Regions from separate parts of the Pan troglodytes genome. Here region 1 is linked to region 2. A link is a contact called in public Hi-C data. All regions are on one chromosome and are shown on one strand. The core of a region is the stretch at or near the end of the contact, and the rest is flanking DNA. Distances in the headings are between cores, read along the strand shown.

Evidence for each region. Hi-C and Micro-C count contacts between places; a contact is called where the count stands out from the background.
Region 1: a contact with region 2 is called in a Hi-C map of induced pluripotent stem cells, with 6 times the contacts expected there. The contact joins two enhancer-like sites. A contact is called at or near these places in 5 of 7 Hi-C or Micro-C datasets (blood, induced pluripotent stem cells, a lymphoblastoid cell line and 1 more) and 1 of 1 datasets of contacts at active chromatin or transcription factors (stem cell-derived excitatory neurons).

The regions. Positions count from the first base shown.
Region 1 is chr1:70,553,359-70,556,538 of NHGRI_mPanTro3-v2.0_pri, reverse strand. It overlaps TEX35 (testis expressed 35), which reads left to right. Exons shown (of 12, transcript XR_010157076.1): 10 at 151-1,149. Among named protein-coding and RNA genes, the nearest start is that of TEX35, 31 kb to the left of the region's middle. Within about 2 kb of position 1,403, at least 14 of the 24 cell types and tissues checked have an H3K27ac peak or open chromatin away from gene starts, as enhancers often do. A contact at or near this core is called in induced pluripotent stem cells, where this site is marked.
Region 2 is chr1:70,115,083-70,118,053 of NHGRI_mPanTro3-v2.0_pri, reverse strand. No RefSeq gene overlaps it. Among named protein-coding and RNA genes, the nearest start is that of FAM20B, 20 kb to the right of the region's middle. Within about 2 kb of position 1,658, at least 9 of the 24 cell types and tissues checked have an H3K27ac peak or open chromatin away from gene starts, as enhancers often do. A contact at or near this core is called in induced pluripotent stem cells, where this site is marked.

The DNA of each region.
Region 1 (3,180 bases), core at 154-2,653, 440 kb before region 2:
GCTGAAGGCAGAGGCTGTTGGCCTGGGGTGGAGAGGGGAGATTCCTCTGGGTGGAAGGTGACATTGGGCAGCCTTGGATGAAGTGAATACCTGGTGTGGGGAAGCAAAAATAAATAGAGAAACAAACGGATTAATTTTGCTTCTTTCCAGGGACTTGATTTTCTACAAGTGCTGCTCCAAGAGGCTTCTACACCCCCGCAGGGAGGCAAGCACCGTTTTGAGGTGGCCGGGCTGGCGAGGGGGTGCAGACCCCAGCCAGCTGGAGGGGCTCTGCCCTGATGGCGTTCCCACTCCCACCTCATTCGCAGGGCGCCGGGGAGGGCTGCAGGTGTTCTATTCCCACCCGGCTTGCAGCGCAAGGAGGGGAATCGCCTGACACCTTCCCCTTCTCCTCTGCCCCGCTTCCTTTCTCTGCTCCCACAGGTGGAAGTCAACAGCGGAAACAACCCTTCACTGTATGGAGGGCTGGGAGAGAGGGGCCAAGAGGGCCCCGGGAGAGCCACCGGGCGGCAGGCAGGGGGCGGGGCAGTCTCCCTTCCGGCTTCAGGGACCGAAGGGTGAATGGCAAGGGGAGCTCAGGGAATGAACGAGTGCTCCCGACTAATGTTTAACCCACGACTCCGAGACTCCGACTGGTCACAGTCCTGCAGACCTCCAGGTCCTGCACAGGCGACGCAGCACTCCACTGGCCCGGAATGCGCACCCCGGGGGAAATGGAAAGTGCCATTGAAATGTCAGATGTCACCGTCTTCATCAGCACTCTTGGAATTTTGGCCAAAGTGGCTTCTTCTTTTGCTGAGACTTGACTCACTCCCGGCAGAGGGATGATAGCGGCCTTGCCCCGAGCGTTTATCCGGCTGCAGGCGTCATTCTTGGTCGCCTGTGTGTCCAGAGCCCCAGCGCAGGAAGGGAGCGCAATTCCCACCGCGTCCGCTGGGTGGCGCTAGCGCCGCGCCGTGTCCCGGGATGAGGGGAAACCGCGCTGCCCAGTCAGTGCCCCGACGCCCCCGCGCCCCCGCCCGGCCCCGCGCGCTGCAGCCACCGCCTCTTCTCGGCTTCCTCTTGCTTTCCAGTAACTCTCCTCCTGGGGAAAAGGCTTTTCACGGAGCAGGCTCGGAGCCTACGGGGCTGGCCTCGGACTGGATGGGGGTAAGGACGGGTGGCGGCGCTCGCGCCGAGCGAACGGAGGGCTCAGGCGGCCGGTGATCAGGGACGGGCTGCGGCCGCCGTCTGGGGTGAGAGGCCCACCCAGAGCTCTGGGCCAGGGCTCGCGGCTCTCGTGCAGATGCTGGGCGGGGAGGTGTGGGGAGGGGGCTTCCCAGGCGGGGCAACCGGAGGGGAATGGGGTGTGCAGGGGGGAGGGGAGGCGTGGAGCGCCCGGCCTGCAGGCACTGGGCGGCGCTCTCCAGCCTCCTCTTCTCCTGCCGGGTGCCTGGTGGCTTGGCCTCCCCTCCAGAGCTTCGCATATCCTGGCGGGAGCCGGCGCTCTCTCCATACTTAGGACTTGACCCTTATTCCACACCCGGGCAGGGAATCATTTGCCCAATCCGAATTTGATTTTCTGTTTGTGAGAGGAGAAACTGGTGACAGTGTCGCATGGACACTGTCGGGGAAGCCGAGACGTAGACCTGGAAGCCTGTACCAGAGGCCTTGTGGACAGCTTTGGAGCATGCATCTTAAGGCACACCACCGGTTTCTGCTGCTTTGGCACAGCCACGCAGCACCTAGGATGCTTCTCTGCACGCAGCAGAGGCCTAATCCGTGCACCCTCTGACGGTGTTGGAGGGAGCTGGGGAGCAACATCAGATTAATAGCCCCTGGGCTATTTGTATGACGTGCAGATTTCACCCTCTCATTCTTAAAGGGTGAAAGGCTGCAATTCAGAAAGGCGAGGATGGGGCCCAGGAATCTGCAATCTGCGTGGGTTTTTGTTTTTTTTTTTTTTATGGAGTCTTGCTCTGTCGCTCAGGTTGGGGTGCAGTGGCGCGATCTGTGCTCACCGCAACCTCTGTCTTCCAGGTTCAAGCGATTATCCTGCCTCAGCCTTCTGAGTAGCTGGGACTACAGGTGCATGACACCACACCTGGCTAATTTTTGTATTTTTAGTAGAGATGGGGTTTCACCATGTTGGCCAGGCTGGTCTTGAACTCCTGACCTCAAGTGATACGCCCACCTTGGCCTCCCAACGTGCTGGGATTACAGGCATGAGCCACCGCGCCTGGCCAGAGTTTGCATTTTGTTGTTGTCGTTTGTTCGTTTGAGACGGAGTCGCGCTCTGTGGCCCAGGCTGGAGTGCAGTGGCGCCATCTCGGCTCACTGCAACCTCTGCTTCCCAGGTTCAAGCGATTCTCCTGCCTCAATCTCCCAAGTAGCGGGGATTAACAGGCGTGCCACCACCATGCCTGGCTAATTTTTTTATTCTTAGTAGAGACAGGGTTTCTCACGTTGGGCAGGCTGGTCTCAAGCTCCTGATCTGCCCGCCTTGGCCTCCCAGAGTGCTGGGATTACAGGTGTGAGCCACCGCGCCTGGCCTGTTTTGTTTTCTTAAATCCAGAAGTTCTGATTCAAGCCTAAACCTGCCACTTCCATTCCCAATCCTCTGAGCTTCATGAGCTCCAGATACAGGGCTGTTAATCACAATTTCTTTAATTCTTTGTATCTCTTGTGGAATTAGAGGAGTAGATGTTCTTTCTTTTTGGGAAAAACATTAGAAAATGCCTACATGTCTTTATTGAAAGAACTTAAAAACAATGTATTTCTCTAGGGTTTATTTTCCCTCACGGCTCTCAACCTTCTCAAAATATAAGGTTGGCGGATTAATTATACTGAAAGTCTTCAGTTGGATATTTTATTATCGTATTTTTAAAGTCGTGTTTTGTAATTGCCCTGATAATGTAAGGAATGATATTTGTGAGGGTGAGTCAACAACACCTTCCCTGTTGGTGTCTGCCCTCTAATAACCCCACGGGCTGGATCCCCAGCACCTGGAAGGAATCATCATGGAACGTTAATAAGGAGGAAGGCTGGTGCTGGCGCCCGGAACACTTCAGAGACAGAAAGCAGTGACTAGGCCAGACAGGCCCGTTGTTTTTGCGCTTTGAGAGAGAAGTGAGAAATGGAAAATAGTCTCTTTATCTTCTCAGCAAATATAGCCTATGCTCAGAATTTCTCCGACTTCCC
Region 2 (2,971 bases), core at 409-2,908:
ATACAATTATAAACGCACCGTACATTTATTTAAGAATAAATAAATAAAAATATATTTATTTATATTTTTATTTATAAAAATAAATAAATAAATAAATAACTCAAGAATGTATGAAATTCTTGAGTTAACCATAAACCTATAGCAATATTACAGAAATTTTTGATCAACTATGCTGGAAAAAACACTAAATTATCTTTCTATTATTTCTATAGAAAATGGCACTACAAAATTATTGGCATTTGAAGTGGTCATCAAAGAGTAGGCAGACAAAAGCACACGGAAAAATATTATAGAAGCGTATCAGTTAATAAAAATGTGAATTTTCTGGATTTTGTGATGTTTGTGGTATTTGTCAGCCTTTAAAAATTTATAACTTGATGTCATCTATTTTCTCATTCTAAATATTTACTTTTATGTTCAACTTTGTATTTTTTTATTTTGTGTTATTTTTCTTGAAGAGATCTCCAAATTATATAAGCTTCAGACTTCACAAAACTTGATCTGTGCCTGGACTCTGGTGTGGGGCCCAGGGATTTATACCAACAGCCATTCTTGGCCCTCAGCAGCCCCTAGGGTCCCTAGCCCATTCTCCAAAGTCCCCATCCCAGCCCTCATCTCAGGCCCTGAGAGCCATCAACAACATAAGGCTGAGGAACTCTTTGCTCCTCTGGGGAGCAGGAGGGTGGGTGAGCCAGTGAGACATGCATTTGCTGGATTAGACCTCTGGGGACTTTTCCCCCAGCAAAGTCCTGCCTGGCAGGGTGGTTGGCCATTGTGTCAGTACCCACCACCCTCCTGTGAAGGGTGAGCCCCTGGCCCTTGTGGCCTGGGCTGAGGTCTCAACCACCAGCAGCAGTACTTGAGGCTGAGTCTGCTGTAGACTTTAAAAACAGGACCGGTGGCCAGACACAGTGGCTTATGCCTATAACCTCAGCATTTTGGGAGGCCAAGGCAGGAGGATTGCTTGAGCCCAGGAGTTCAAGACCAGCCTGGGCAACATAGGGAAACCTCGCCTCTAGAAAAACTTTTTAAAAGCCAGGCGTGGGGCCAGGCGCGGTGGCTCACTCCTGTGATCCCAGCACTTTGGGAGGCCGAGGTGGGAGGATCACTTGAGGTCAGGAGTTCGTGACCAGTCTGGCCACCATGGTGAAGCCCCATATCTACTAAAAATACAAAAATTAGCAGGACGTGGTGGCACATGCCTGTAATCCCAGATACCCGGGAGGCTGAGGCAAGAGAATCGCTTGAACCTGGGAGGCGGAGTTTGCAGTGAGCCAAGAAGGTGCCACTGCACTTCAGCCTGGGCGACAGAGCAAGACCCTATCTCAAAAAATAATTTTTAAAAACCCAGGCATGGTGGCGCATGCCTACAGTCCCAGCTACTCGGGAGGCTGAGGCCTGCTTGAGCCCGGGAAGCCGAGGCTGCAGTGAGCTGTGATCATCCCACTGCACTCCAGCCTGGGTGACAGAGCAATACCCCATCTCCAAAACAAAAACAAAAACAAAAACAAAAAACAGGACCAGCAGGAATAGTCTGCTGTGGATTGGGACCCCTGAATGTTCCAGAGGGATTTAAGTGTGCGGAATTCAGACGTCTTCCCTGTTGTGGCTGGCCTTCCCGCCTCCCCAGCCGTCTGCCCGAATGAGTGCTTACTAATGAGCCAGAGAGCTCTGAGCCGGCCTGTGCAGGGCATCCATACAGGGCTCCAGGGGCCCCTCTCAGTGAAACAACATGACTGTGAAAACAATCTGCTGCTCTTCTTCTTCACCCTGACCTTGGGTCATTCTGGCGCAAAAGATTACTTTGCTCCCAGCCTCGGGGAAGTTTTTGTACAATTAGCTACAACTCTGCAGAAAGACCCTGCAGAGAGAGCCCTGGGGTGGAGCAGGGCTCCACTTTCACCAACTCAAGCATGAAAGGACACTGACCCCGTGTGGTCACGTTTGGAGGTGCAGCACAGGGAGAGAGGAAAGGCCCCGGCACGGTCCTTTGGCCAAACGACCCCTGCAGGCCCTCCCTGACCGACCTTGCTCTGTCCCTGCTCACCTCACAAGACCCTGGGGAGAGGACCTGGCCCTATCAGGGCCTGCTGACTCGTTCTCCCCTGGCGAAATGTCCCCACCAGGTGCTCTCAACTCTGGGCTATTACTTCACAGGCCATTTGAGTTCAGATGGGTAAGGCGTGTAGGAAATGAGCTCAAAGGGCAGGATGGATTTTGATGGGGTGAGAAGAGAGTGTTTCTCACTCACCCAAAGCACTGAGCACAGTGTCCCAAACATAATGTGGAGTAAACACGCGCGTGCACACGTGCACTTCAGGTGCAGGAGACAGCCCAAGCAGGGGCAGGCAGGCAGGCAGGTATGGAACGTGCATGGAGGGCTGGAGAGTGGAGCTGCTTTTCTGCGGAGATTTCAGGTTAGGTGGAGCACTGAGCTGAATTTTCTAGAAGCTGGATTCCTAAGCCCCAGTTCTGGGCTCTTTCTCCGACCACACAGCTGTGTAGAAGGAAAGGGGCCTGAGTCCTGCCATCTGGGCTAGGAGTCGGTATAGAGCCAGCCAGTTGTAGCATTTCTGATTCCACCTGAATTCCTAACACATCAAAATCAGATTCCATTCTGGACATTTGTTTTTTTGTTGACGCTGTGATTGAGGTCTCATAAAAAGAAGGTGCCATGCCTAGGACAAATGAGGAAGGAGAGGCTCAGAAAAGTTAAATAGCGGTGTCTTAAGTCACAGCCACTCAGTGTGTGAAAAGCCAAGCCGGGGTTTGAACATGATAAAAATACACCATGGCCGCTGGGCTCCAAAGTGCAACCTGCAGCTTCTAAAGGAACTAAAACCTAACTTGTTCCCGTCTCCCCCAGCTCAATCCACTCTCCCCGCTGTAGCAGAGCCATCGCCTCAAGGCAAATTGCATCCCACTGCTCTAAACTGAGCAACTCTTCTCTGGTCTCAGGATAAAAATGGTA